Regions from separate parts of the Zea mays genome. Here region 2 is linked to region 1. Evidence: chromatin contacts called from public Hi-C data. All regions are on one chromosome and are shown on one strand. Each heading gives the region's core, a stretch centred on a gene start, on an enhancer-like site or on the middle of the called end of the contact. The rest is flanking DNA. Distances are from core to core; before and after follow the strand shown. Region 1 overlaps LOC100384641. Region 2 overlaps LOC100194009.

The links. Hi-C and Micro-C count contacts between places; a contact is called where the count stands out from the background.
Region 2: a contact with region 1 is called in a Hi-C map of root tip, with 2.8 times the contacts expected there. The contact joins two enhancer-like sites. A contact is called at or near these places in 10 of 25 Hi-C or Micro-C datasets (bundle sheath, ear, endosperm and 4 more) and 1 of 3 datasets of contacts at active chromatin or transcription factors (leaf).

The regions. Positions count from the first base shown.
Region 1 is chr3:180,148,766-180,155,026 of Zm-B73-REFERENCE-NAM-5.0, reverse strand. LOC100384641 reads right to left here. Exons shown (of 11, transcript NM_001362417.1): 10 at 2,115-2,370; 11 at 1,294-1,942. The coding sequence ends at 1,622. Among protein-coding and RNA genes, the nearest start is that of LOC100384641, 24 kb to the right of the region's middle. Within about 2 kb of position 1,331, at least 3 of the 20 cell types and tissues checked have an H3K27ac peak or open chromatin away from gene starts, as enhancers often do. A contact at or near this core is called in root tip, where this site is marked.
Region 2 is chr3:180,291,399-180,297,403 of Zm-B73-REFERENCE-NAM-5.0, reverse strand. It overlaps LOC100194009, which reads right to left. Exons shown (of 31, transcript NM_001359369.1): 14 at 5,002-5,094; 15 at 4,767-4,885; 16 at 4,599-4,671; 17 at 4,461-4,517; 18 at 4,099-4,191; 19 at 3,129-3,248; 20 at 2,961-3,058; 21 at 2,838-2,883; 22 at 2,561-2,674; 23 at 2,387-2,467; 24 at 1,787-1,900; 25 at 1,596-1,685; 26 at 1,425-1,504; 27 at 1,098-1,320; 4 more. The coding sequence ends at 357. Among protein-coding and RNA genes, the nearest start is that of LOC103650958, 5.9 kb to the left of the region's middle. Within about 2 kb of position 3,628, at least 2 of the 20 cell types and tissues checked have an H3K27ac peak or open chromatin away from gene starts, as enhancers often do. A contact at or near this core is called in root tip, where this site is marked.

The sequences.
Region 1 (6,261 bases), core at 82-2,581:
TTTCATAAAAGACCAGAGTGGACTCTGTTAAAAACAAGACCTAGATTTAATTCTCTTTCAATATAAATGGACGACGGACGACGGGTTAATTTCATACTCTTCGGGGGCTCTTTAGCAAACAACGGTCAGCGAAGGGGTACGGGTCCATCATAGCAATCCGATCAAATTTAGACGCTCGAGATTAGATCCATATTAATCTGAACCGGTACGCACTTAGGATCGTCGATCCTGGGATCTACGACCCAAAAGTCGTCCACACCATTGCTCTCATCTCATCCACTCGTGACCGAGCAGACAGTGCGGATTTAAACTATTGAACCAATATCTTCTCTTTCTATTTGGACCGTATGATCATGGATCGACGATCAACATGCCTTCACCCTCCTCCGATGGCCAGTAGCGGCGGCGCCTTCACCTGCGGTAGCGACACCGCCAGAGCAACTCCAATCCGGTGCCCCGACATCTCTCTCTTCCCCAATCGCCGCTACTCACGATATATGGAATGATGAACACCATGGGGTGGTTTTACGGGTGATCGTGTCGTAGAGGTTCCTAGCCATGATGCGAAGCGGCCGACGACGACGGAAATCACCCTGACGAGTAATTCCCAGGTTCCAAGCAGAGGAAATTGCTCGGAGAAACTGGACCCGCATGGTATTAGGTCAGCTGAAGGGCAAGGTGGGACACGTGGGAATCGGCCCATGCACCATTCTCTCTCTCCCCCCTTTCTATTTTATTTCCTATTTCTGGTTCTAGATTTTGAATTTAATTTCAATGCTTTCAAATCTGAGTTGAGTTTTTAAACTATAAAATAAATGCACAAAAAATAACTCCAGCATGATATTAAATTCTATTTAGTATTTATTTAAGGGAACATGTCTCAATAATAAAACACATACTAATATAAACTCTAATATTAATTGTCAAAGAACAAAAGAGCTACCTAAACTTCTTAAAATTATATTTTAGGGTTTACATATGTAATGCTTAGGGCCGGTACTGGCATGACACGGCTAAGAGGCACATTTGTCGTGCCATGTTCTTACCGTGCCGTGCCAATCAGTCCTCCTAGTGCCATGCTGAGCGGTCATATGCGAGACCCCGAATGTGTTTGCTGCTGTCCTTTGGGAATCAACGGCCGTTCGCTGTACACGGACAGGATGCCATCAACGCACTTAAGCAGGTTTCTAGGTGCAGGATATCTCATTAGCTTTCTCTGCAGCCTGAACTGAAACCACGTCCCAGATCACTTGTCTGTCTAGGCACATCCGCTGATATATATTCCCCGATCCTGCAGCGTTCCAAACGGATTATGAATACATGCATCTGTCAACTTGACATTCCTAACTGTCAGACCAACGATCCAAGACCGTGAATTGGACCCAAAATTCTTACTTGACATCCCTAACTGCCAGACCAACGATCCAAGACAGCGAATTGGACCCAAAATTCTCTCCTAAGTTCTCGTCTACGCTAGTTATCTTCACTACGACGTAAATGGAACATTACTCTGCAAAATCCACCAATTGGTACGATCTATACCTAATCTGCCCTCTCGAGTAATCTATACAAGTTTAACTGTACACAAGTTTACAGCAAGATGCCCTCAAAGCTGCACGGATCAACTGCTGATGCCATTCTTTGAGGAGACATAACCGCTCCCACGTTGGACATTCTGGGGTTCTGCTTGCCCCGAAACTTCTGCCGGGAGTGTCTTGGGGCTGCTTTCAGCGCCTTCATATGGCAACACGACCACAGGGGCAGCATGTATTGATTCCCACCGTTCCTTCACGAAGTTCATGAAGGCTCTCACCGTTTCCCTCCGGAATTCTAGCTCCCTTGTGAAAAGATCACATGTAAAGAATGCAAGAACATATTTGAAAGGAAACACAAGAAGGACGGCTGAGGATGCTAGGAGAACAAACGCGACCTGTGTTGTCACCTGTCAAAAGACCAACAAATACTTAGGGGGGGTATATCGAGGTATCCATTAACCGACAGCTTATTAATAAAAGAACGTATCCTATGCACAAGATTACCTTCGTGCACGTATACACAAAGTCAATCTTTAAGATAGTGCACGTATACGCACCAACACAATCATTTTATCTTACCTCAGGTTGGCCAGCTAGAAGGATCGTGCGGATCTTCAGCAGGGAGACATTCAGATTCTGGAGATAATTTTCCACTGAGGCCATTGCCTCTTTAAGGGCTAGGATCTTCTGAATTGTGTTTGAAGGTGATTGATCCCTAATCGTCACTTTACCAAAAGATCTACCTAACCGGCCTTGTTCTTTCAGTCCTTTGACAGCAAGCATGGAAAGGGCCATCGTCATCAAGGTGAAAGGAAATACATAAGAAAGCATGTTCCTGTAAGTTAAAGTAAGCATAGATGTAAAAAAGAACGATCCCAATCTTAAAAGGCCTGGCAGCATAGTTGGAGGAAACAGACATAGAATATGCGGAAATATGATTCACTCTGAACATTTTTAACCAACAAAAACTCATCTCCACGTATCTATCATAAGAACATTAAGAAAGACAAATGATTTCATTGCATTCCAGGACGTAATTTGGAGAGATTGTGATGTATTGCACTGAAGATAGGTTACATAGCCTAACCCTAATAGACCACTTAGGCCAGGCTCTAGGCCCAAGTCACATAACAGTTTAACACCCCCCGCAGTTGAAACTCTAGTCATGATAGATGTTGAGACTGAGTGAAATCGACAAAGTGCAAAGTCATGGAGGACTCGAACATCCCTGATGGTGACACACTCACAAATGAAGAGATCAATCTCGACAATCGACATGCTTCGTGCGCAGGTGTTGGACAGGGTTCATGGAGAGGTAAACTGCACTGACATTATCGCAACAAACAAGGATACTCCTGGTGAGGGGGCTGTGAAGTTCTTGTAGGAGCTAGCGGAGCTAGAACACCTCATCCACACTATTCGCCACTCACAATATTCAGCCTCGACGCTCAAGCGGGAGACCATAGGCTGCCGCTTCAATGACCAGGAGATGAGTTTACCCCTAAGGAATACAACGTAGCCACAAGTGGACTTACGTGTGTCCAGCCAACCGGTCCAGTCAGCATCGGTGGAGGACGAGCTCGGTCGGCGAGGACCGCCGGAGAAGAAGGTCATAGTCAAGAGTGCCTCGAAGGTATACCGTTTCACAGCAGTAAGATGCAGCTCCCAAGAATCATGCATGTGGAGGCATGCCAACTGAACAACACAGGAGATATCCGACCTGATGAAGGTGAAGTATTGAAGCCCCCATCCCCCCGCAATGGTGAAGGTGATGTACTGAAGGGCTAAGGCTTCGATAGACAATGGGGTTACTAACTGAAGCACTGGTGCCTGAGAAAACATTCGCCTAAGCATCCACTGGAGTAGCACAAAGCTTACAGTCCATAATGCCAGCACGCTCAAGTATGTATAGAGTATACTATCGCTATTGAAGGAACAATGTTCGGGGCAGTGCTCAACTGCAATGCCAAAGAAATGGTGAAGCTGACCAGATTCTTCATAGCGAACTCCTGTTGCATTGCTGAAATAGTGTGCTACAAGATGGTCATACAAGAGCAGTGGCGGAGCCAGCTTGGAACACAAGCCTGGGCACAGTCTTAGAACGACGGCGAACGACACCCGGCGTGGCAGGGCGGCATGTCATGCTTCCCATTTCTAAACATCTTTCTCTTCTTGTGCTGTTGCGCCATTGACCCACTGTGCGTGTCTTGGCGTTGTGGTCGTATGTTCCCCGTATATCAGATCAATACCCTTGATATTATTTATTATAGAATATCACAAAAAATTAATGTCGTCAAATCTAACAAATGCAATTGCAAATGTCAGGTCAACGATTTAAACCTAACCAATATCCATCAAGGGTTTAAACCTGATACGAACCAAGCGGCCCAAATTGTCCAGTCACAACCAAAAAGCCCAAAAACGTAAATGAACCGCATCAACGAATCGTGGCCACCCAATCTGTTCAACCCTACCCTACTGTGAGGCCAGTACCGAATTAGTTAATTGTGACGTCCCTCACCTCGCCGCTTCAAAAAATCTATCGTTCCTCGCCACGCAGCTAGCACTAGCATCGAAGTAGCGAGGCATGTGGACGGGCCAATCAAGTCAGTGGAGAGAAGTTGGTGAGCGCTGCACGACGTGATGACTGGGGCGAAACGGTGAAGGACGGCATGGTCGACCGCGGTAAGAAGTGCTTCATTTTTTCAGGCGGTCAACGGCAGAGCCTGGGCACGTGCCCAGGCTCGCCGGGCTCTGGCTCCGCCACTGTACAAGAGGCGACAAGAACAATATCATCGCTATAGAGGAGGTAGACAATGTCATTGCGTCTCCAATAAATGAACAACAAGGTGTCCGACTTAGCCTCGGTGAAACCTAACGAGAGCAAAAACGAAGCAAACCGGCTATACCAAGCACAGGGTGCTTGCTTCAGATCATACAGCGAACCATGTAGGAATGAGCCGAGTCGATGAAACCGGACGACTAATTGCAATACACGACCTCAGTCAAGGTGCCATGGAGAAAGACATTCTTGACATCCAACCGATGGACCAACCAAGACTACGAGAGGGCCAGCAACAAAACTGTGCTGACAGTAGACAACTTCACCACAAGACTAAAAGTCCCATCGTAGTTCATATCGAGACGCTGAGTCAAACCTGAAGGACCCATTGGGCCTTGTACTTATCCAATGATTTGTCGCCCTTCCTCTTGTGAGTCCAGACCCACTACCCACTTGCCAATCACCATGTGACCGCCAGATAAACACGACACCAAGCCCCAGTAATGATTGACAAGGAGAGCCTCGTACTCTTCCTCTATAGCGTGGTGCCGATAAGGATCGACGAAGGCATGATGGACAAATGATAGTATGGGGGAGACCAGTGGTGAAGTCGAGGGAAGTATGAGGTCAACACCTCGAAGGATCCCAACAGCCTGTCGAGTCATCATTGGATGGACATGACGAGGTTCATGATGAAGTAGAGAAGGATGTACATTGACGGCTTGACCGAAGAGCAGATCAGGGCACCTTCTTGTGCACGACGCTGATAGACATGCACCAGTGTGGCGAAGCAAATCAAGGCATGAGTTGGCACACGTAGCTCAGCCAAAGATGGTGATCAAGCGTGAGGTGCAACAAGGGACATTGGGGCCGCATAAAATGCAGTATGGGAGGTTGGGGCCGCAAGCGGCGTAGAAGGGGACGTTGGGGCCGTGCGTGGCACGATCAATCGTTCCAAGGACGTGAGTGGCGTGGTCAGAGGCACCGAGAAGAACCCTACATGGAGAAAAGAAGTGGTGGCTATCTGGAGGGCGCCATGGTGCCAATCTCAAGAAAGGAAACCACCTCTTGGACGAGGTTGGAGGGAGAAGTGGAGAAGGGAATACTGACTCGTTGAAAGTGAGGGGTCGAGAGATCAATAGGCGGTGGGTGAAAACATCGAGACATGGGTATCCCTTAGGACCAGGGGAGTTATAGGTGTACATTTGGGTCGGGCCTGATGGGCTAGCCCGAAGCACGAAAAAAGCACGACCCAGGCATGGCATGACCCGAAACATTTTTGTGTCGGGCCGGCACAACACAATATATTGGGCCGGATTTGGGCCGAGGTCGCGGCCCATGGGCGGGCACGAGCACGACTCGTTTAAGGCAGACACGAAATGGCCCATATAGAAGCACGAAAAGGTCCATATATTTATTAAAACCACATTTCATTCCACACTTTCATGTACTTGATAAATAACACAAAGCTAGAGATGATGCTAGTTAGATATTTTTTGTAGCTTTGAATTAGAGTATGTGAACATTAGATAATGAACTGAACTTACGAACTACGTATATAGCTGATTATACTCTTTTTCCTTCTAACAAAATGATTATACTTGATAAAGAACACAAAGTTAGAGACGATGCTAGTTATACTCTTTTATTTGTTTTATTAAATCTGTTTTGAATTTTGGGCTCTGATGTGAATTTTGGGCCCTGATGTGAATTTTAGGCCAAAAATTGAATTTCGGGCTGTCCGAAATGAGCCTGACACGTTTAAGCAATTACGTGACAAGTCGTGGGCCGGCCCGGTCCAGCTCGAAATTTAAACGGATCGGGCCTTTTTGGGCTTGGGCCGGGCCGGGTGGCCTGAATGTACACCTATAAGGGGAGTACCCAAGAAAGATACAATGGGTCGAGAGATGCAAGTTTTTAAGGTTTTGTGGCAGAAAGGTTAGG
Region 2 (6,005 bases), core at 2,379-4,878, 140 kb before region 1:
CATATTTTTCCCATCTACCGCAACTCGCGACATTAGTAATCTAGTGTCTTGTTTTTTTTTTCTCATCACACGCTGCGTATAATTATATTAACAAGACTACATTGGCACATGCACCGAGGCCTATGGAGACGGACACAACATAAAGTTGTACAATACAGCCACTGGCTAAAACACATGTATAGATGATACAAGGTCTGTCACGCAGGGAAATACCAAAGACGGCTGGTGTTTCGATACACCGTTTGCCGTGTCCTGTTCCTTTTACCAACGAGATCTAGAATAACCTACAGAGAGATGAATTTCTTGCACGGTTAATTCAAACTTATCTAATTGAGCCCTTTCACACAAGAAAAACATCATATTGATACGGCAAGGTCCTTTAGCTGAACCCATCCAAATGCACATCTGTCTCGGATTTTCTGGATCTCTAGCAGTGCCAATTTAATTGTTTGGCCTACTGCTACAAACTCTCTCTCGAAGGGGAGCCTTGCCTTCTGGTCCAGCTACATACAAAAGCAGTTAACTGTCAGCTATGACATAAGTTGGATTATAAGAAAAGGTAAAAAAGTACATGGTCAGATTGATGCGTAACCTTTTCAAGACACCGGGTTGCATCAAGTACATAACAAAAGTATGATAGTTGCCTGTACAGATCTGACTCCTTGTACTGTTAAACGCAAAAGGTTTAGATTAGACACCAGTTGCCACTTTCCCCAAATGGGCAAATTGTAAGCTCAGGCGGAGCGAACTGCCGACAAACCTGTCTTACTAGGCGACCGTTGCAGCGTGGGTAGTTAGGACAGACAGTTCCTCTCTCAGAATCCCCCATAACTCTAAGGTTTACGCTGTGAGTCGAGTATTTGCAACCCTCATCGTCACACTGGAAGAAAAGAACAGCCCAAAAGATCAAGGGTAGTCATAAACAGGCTTCGTATAATATATTAAGGCTCAAACTGAAACACTTACCATCTGCAAACCTTTATAATATAGACTAATGAAATTATCAGCCTGTCTTTTCATCTACACATGGAGGACAACATAAAGTTCAGTTTCAATCAACTTAAATTCTAGGCCATGCATATTAAATTGATTTTCACCTGGTTGGCGAGCATAGAAGGGGAAAATTTGGACTCAACAGTATTATCTAGGCATCTTGGGCACCGCATATGGCGCCAGAAATTAGCAGTAGCATCCTTTCCTTCAATTGGATCTGATACACTTGTAGCACTAGCACTAGTAATCAGACTAGATACAGGGGGGCAGTCGAAGGTACCAGAACAGCTTGGGCATGACAAACGCAGTGGTTCACAACCACGATATCTGTCATTAAAACAATAATATTTGAATTTACTGAAATATTGCAACATTAATTTTTTGAACATAATACTGCTACATTAATTGAAATTGATATGTTAGAGGTTTACCTCTCATCTTCGTCATCGATTACAGATAACAGCATCATAGATGTATCTTGGTTGCTCGACTCAGTCAATCTTGGTTGGAACTGATCCAGGTAATAAGAATCAGCAAACACTATATTGAAAGAAATGATGCCAATCATTTAAGATATTCAAGACTCAATAGAAAATATGCACCTTAGCCGAATCAAGGCCCAGACATTCAGCCAGACGAGCTGGACTAGTGCCCTGAATGGAAGCACACAGACGAGAAACGACAGGATGAATCTGCAAAGGCATTTAGAATCAGAAAGACTGCACATATTATAGCATATGGAAAGACAACTGTATCTTCCGAAAAGGGATAATGTATTGCAATGGGGAAGAACCTGTTGTGATAAATAATAGTCAATGTCAATCATCCACTTGTCAGGGTCTCTTTTTAACTCCTCGGGATGTCTAGCTCTCTGAGCTATTCCCACAGAATGTGCATTATCTGAGTCCTGTACGGTACGGGCAAATACAGTTTAAGGTCAGATAAATCAAGCTTCAAACATAGCTAAATAGAGATATTTTCCAGGCAAAAGATTATATATTTTATTTTTCCTGAAATTACACTGCAGGTAAACAAAAGGTTCTTTCTATTGAAGACACCGCGTTTATCCATATTCTTATCTTATGAAGAATTTTCTCTATGAAGAAATGTTTCAAAATGTTGGTTCAGCAAGAAAATCAAGATTGTGACTTGTGAGTGGTGTAAAATGTGAATATCATTAGGGATGTGTTGGTCTCTTTTTATAATTTTGATGAGGTGCTTCCTGGGTCTGTATACATGATGAACTTGGTGCCTAGAAGGCTTGTACAGATTGTGAAACAGGAGTACCAATCAGTGTCATATAACAGGTTGACAATCTAAAAAATTGCGATGTGGATTAGCAATTGATGGTTTAGTAAGCATGCAAAACATAAAAGACAACATTTATTAATACCTGCTGAGAGCAAATTATATAAGGTACTGTGTCACCAGCTGAGCAACCAGAGTAACCATTTTGCTTGAGTCTCAAAGCAACCTGAGGAACCCATTTACACATTTATTAGCTCATCAGTTTTCTGCCTTGCCAAAGAAATCAGGAGTAAACAAAACAAGGGTATGCAACTCTTGCCTGAACATGAGGCTGATTTTTAGCATCTGGATAATCTTCTGGTGCTTTTGTTAAGCTCTTTGTGATAACATATTTTTCGAGTTCTATTTGACCACTTCTCATTTGCTCTTGCACCTGAACATAGCCTCATTCAGTATATTATAGTATACAGTATTAGAAATATATAACAAATAATATGTTTTAAGCCAAGGATTCATTGCAGAGCAACAGTATGTTGTGAAACCAATGTTTCTTGAGTATTGATATTAATATTAAGAAAAGGTGGCCGACTCCTAACCTGGACAAGTGAACTATGTATTGACTCAACAACATCATCACATGTCCTGTAGAGGCAGTTTTCACAAAGGTCAGACTAGAAAAAAAACATGAGCGAAATTACAATAGAAATGTAAATGCTCACCCTCCAGACAGAATTTGTTTAAGACAAAAATCTCCAATGTCTTTTGACAGCAAACTCCAATCACGTCTGACCATATCGAGCCCCTTGCGTTCAATGTTCTGCATCAAACATGTTAAACAACTGTTCTACTTTCACAAGATGATGCATAAATTCATAATAAGCACAAACCTCTCGTAAGCTGCCATCCAGTGCTACTTTAATAGCAGCATATTTCTTCTTTTTAAGAAGTAACATTCTCTTGTATATGCCATCAAGATCAATCTCCAGACAACGGTACTTTTTGTTCACCTGAATTGAAGCATTCTTGGTAAGACCATCTTTCTTCAGTTTGCACATCTTATAAATGAAGTCTATTTTTGGACATTGAACATTTTTATTTAAAGTGAATTGGATATGATTTTTAGAGATCTAACCATATTTTTGTTATTTTTATAATATATATAGTCAAAACCACCTCTGAAACCAGTCAAGGGCCAAGGTCGTCCGGTTTTGATATTTAGATGGTCAAAATCAAACTCAAAAGGTAGTTTGGTTGCAAAAATCAAATTGTCAAGAGATAGTTTGACGGCCAAAAATGAACTTAGATGGAAAGTAGGGCGGGAAGTCAGAAGAGGACGGCCTTGTATTTCCATGGCCAGGCGAAGGAGCCTGAAAGGGGTGGGCAGCAACTGATGATTCCAGGAGATGGCAGTAATATTAAGTTTAAGCAAGATCCAGTCTGTGTACTGTGGTATAGGCCAAGGGCCATATCAGAAGCCTTAAGGTTTTATGGCTTGCCTCCTCTGGGGAAACTACTAGCGTTTTTTGTGGGGTAAGGATAGCTCATATTGTCTGATCCCTGGGTGATTAGAAATATGAGGGCTAGTTTGGGAGCCACAAAACCAAAGGGGATTTTGAATAAGAAGGGGATTTTAGCCCCTCTAACCCCCTCCGGTTTTTAGACTCCCAAACTAGCCCTGAGTGTCTGGCAGGTGGCTGTTTCAACTTGAACAGTGGCTAATTTTGTTCCATTGGTAATTAAATTTGGGATTACCGTTGTCAAACAAAATAAACTTACTGTATTAAATGGTATTCTTTCTGAAGCATTAAAATGAACATCTGCACCTTGCGCATTAAGATGTTACATCCTGAGTCTTACCTCCTGAATAACCTTTCCTGCAATTGCTTTTGCCCTGGAGATGTCATCAAGTCCAGTATGTATCATGATAGAATCTGTATCACCATAGATAACCTGTCCAGTACAAGGAAAACAAATATCAATACAAGCAGCTAATTAATAAAAAAAAGGTGTTGAATCTTCAATGGACTGAATTTTCAGGAGGCATATTCACCCCCTTCAGTTTAATCTCCACTGCAATGAACTTAAGATGTAATACAGTATTAACTTCTAATCTCTAGCATCTACCAAATTGTTCTCGCCATGTCCCTTTGAAGCAATTTCAATTATTCTGAATGCTTTATTACTACAGAGAAACCCATAGACATAGGGATTCTACATACCTCCAAATTTAAATTGTTCTGAACCAGATCTACAGTGTTTTGCAATATCTCTCTACCCTGAAAGATGAATCATATTAACCACAACACAACAAAGTACAGGTTTGCTAATAAAATTCTGTGAGTGAAACTTGTTCTCACTTGGAGTGTAATCAGCTCAGCAAGTGGCTTTGCATAAAACCTGGAGTTGGAAAAGCCCAAGCAACCATACATGCTGGAGCACGAGCATTAAAGACTGAGTCAGAAACTTATTACTCATACTGGTGGAATACTAGCAGACATACTTATCTTTGTTATAGAAATTCTGACCTATTTGCAGTAAGTTTCAATGCTTGTTGCTGAATATCGAACTGCTGCTTTTTAAGACCAGAAGCAGTCTTCAACCATGATTTAACCATCCTTCTCCTCTCCACCAAACTCCTCAGCAACTGATTTGTGAACCACGATTGTAAACACAAGAGGAAAATACATGTCCATACAAAATCTTGATCACCAAAAACTATTGACAGCTCTAAATCTCAATGTCACATCCATAAGCAATTACCTCAGGTAAAACACCAGTAACTTTTGATGCTGGCAAATTAGGTACACTGCCATCAGAAGAACGCTCGACAGTGGTAAAGCATATGTTGAATTCCTGTGGACAGATAATAATAAAGGCACTACTGAATGTTAGATACCGTCTAGGGTTTGGTTAGGGTTTATGGGTTTTCCCAGTGTATTTACCCTTGCACCCCTTGTAATGGGCCTGACCCAGTTAACCTGGTATATTGATACAATATCCAACCCTAATCCAGGGTTAGGGTTTCCCACATGGTATAGAGCCAAATTTTCTTTCCCCTCCCAGCCGCCACCCTCTCTCCCTCCCTCCCTGGTCCGATCGCCGCTGCCCTTCCCCTCCACCCTCCCCGCTGCGCGCCGGTGGCTGCCGGCCCGCCCTCCCCTCGCCGGGCGCCGTCGGCCCCGTCCTCCCCTTCTCCGGCCGCGCCTCGGTCTCGCCGCGCCCGGCCGCCTGCTCCAGCCGCGCAACCACCCGGCTCGACCGCACCCCTACTCCATGGCGGCTACTCCACCTTCTCCCTCCACCACTGACACCTCCCTGTCCAGTACCAGTGTCGCCGCGGCTGCCACTGCCCAACAGGCGTGCGCCGCCCTCAGCACGGTCGCCGCAGCAGTAGCCCAACCCGCCACGGCGTGGCCACCACTTGTGTCGTCGCTAGCTTGGTCCCCTCACGGGCAGCGGACACCACTGCTCTCACCGTCGCCCTCGCTGTTGCCGGCCTCGCCCCCCAGAGCGTCGACGCCGGCTTCGACTCCCACAGCGAGCTCGCTGTTGGAGGGGCCCCATACATCACCGACCTCGGGCCCCTCCCCGACGCGACCATCGTTGCCCAGCCGCACCACGGTTCCCCTCCGAGCTTCCCCGCCCTTGCGGCCCCTACGTGGCCCGGCGTCACTACCTCCTCGCCTGCTTCCTCGGCGCTCGTCACGACCATCGCCACCATCCAGGCGGCTGTTGCTGCTTCCCGCGACCGCGAGCGCGCCGCA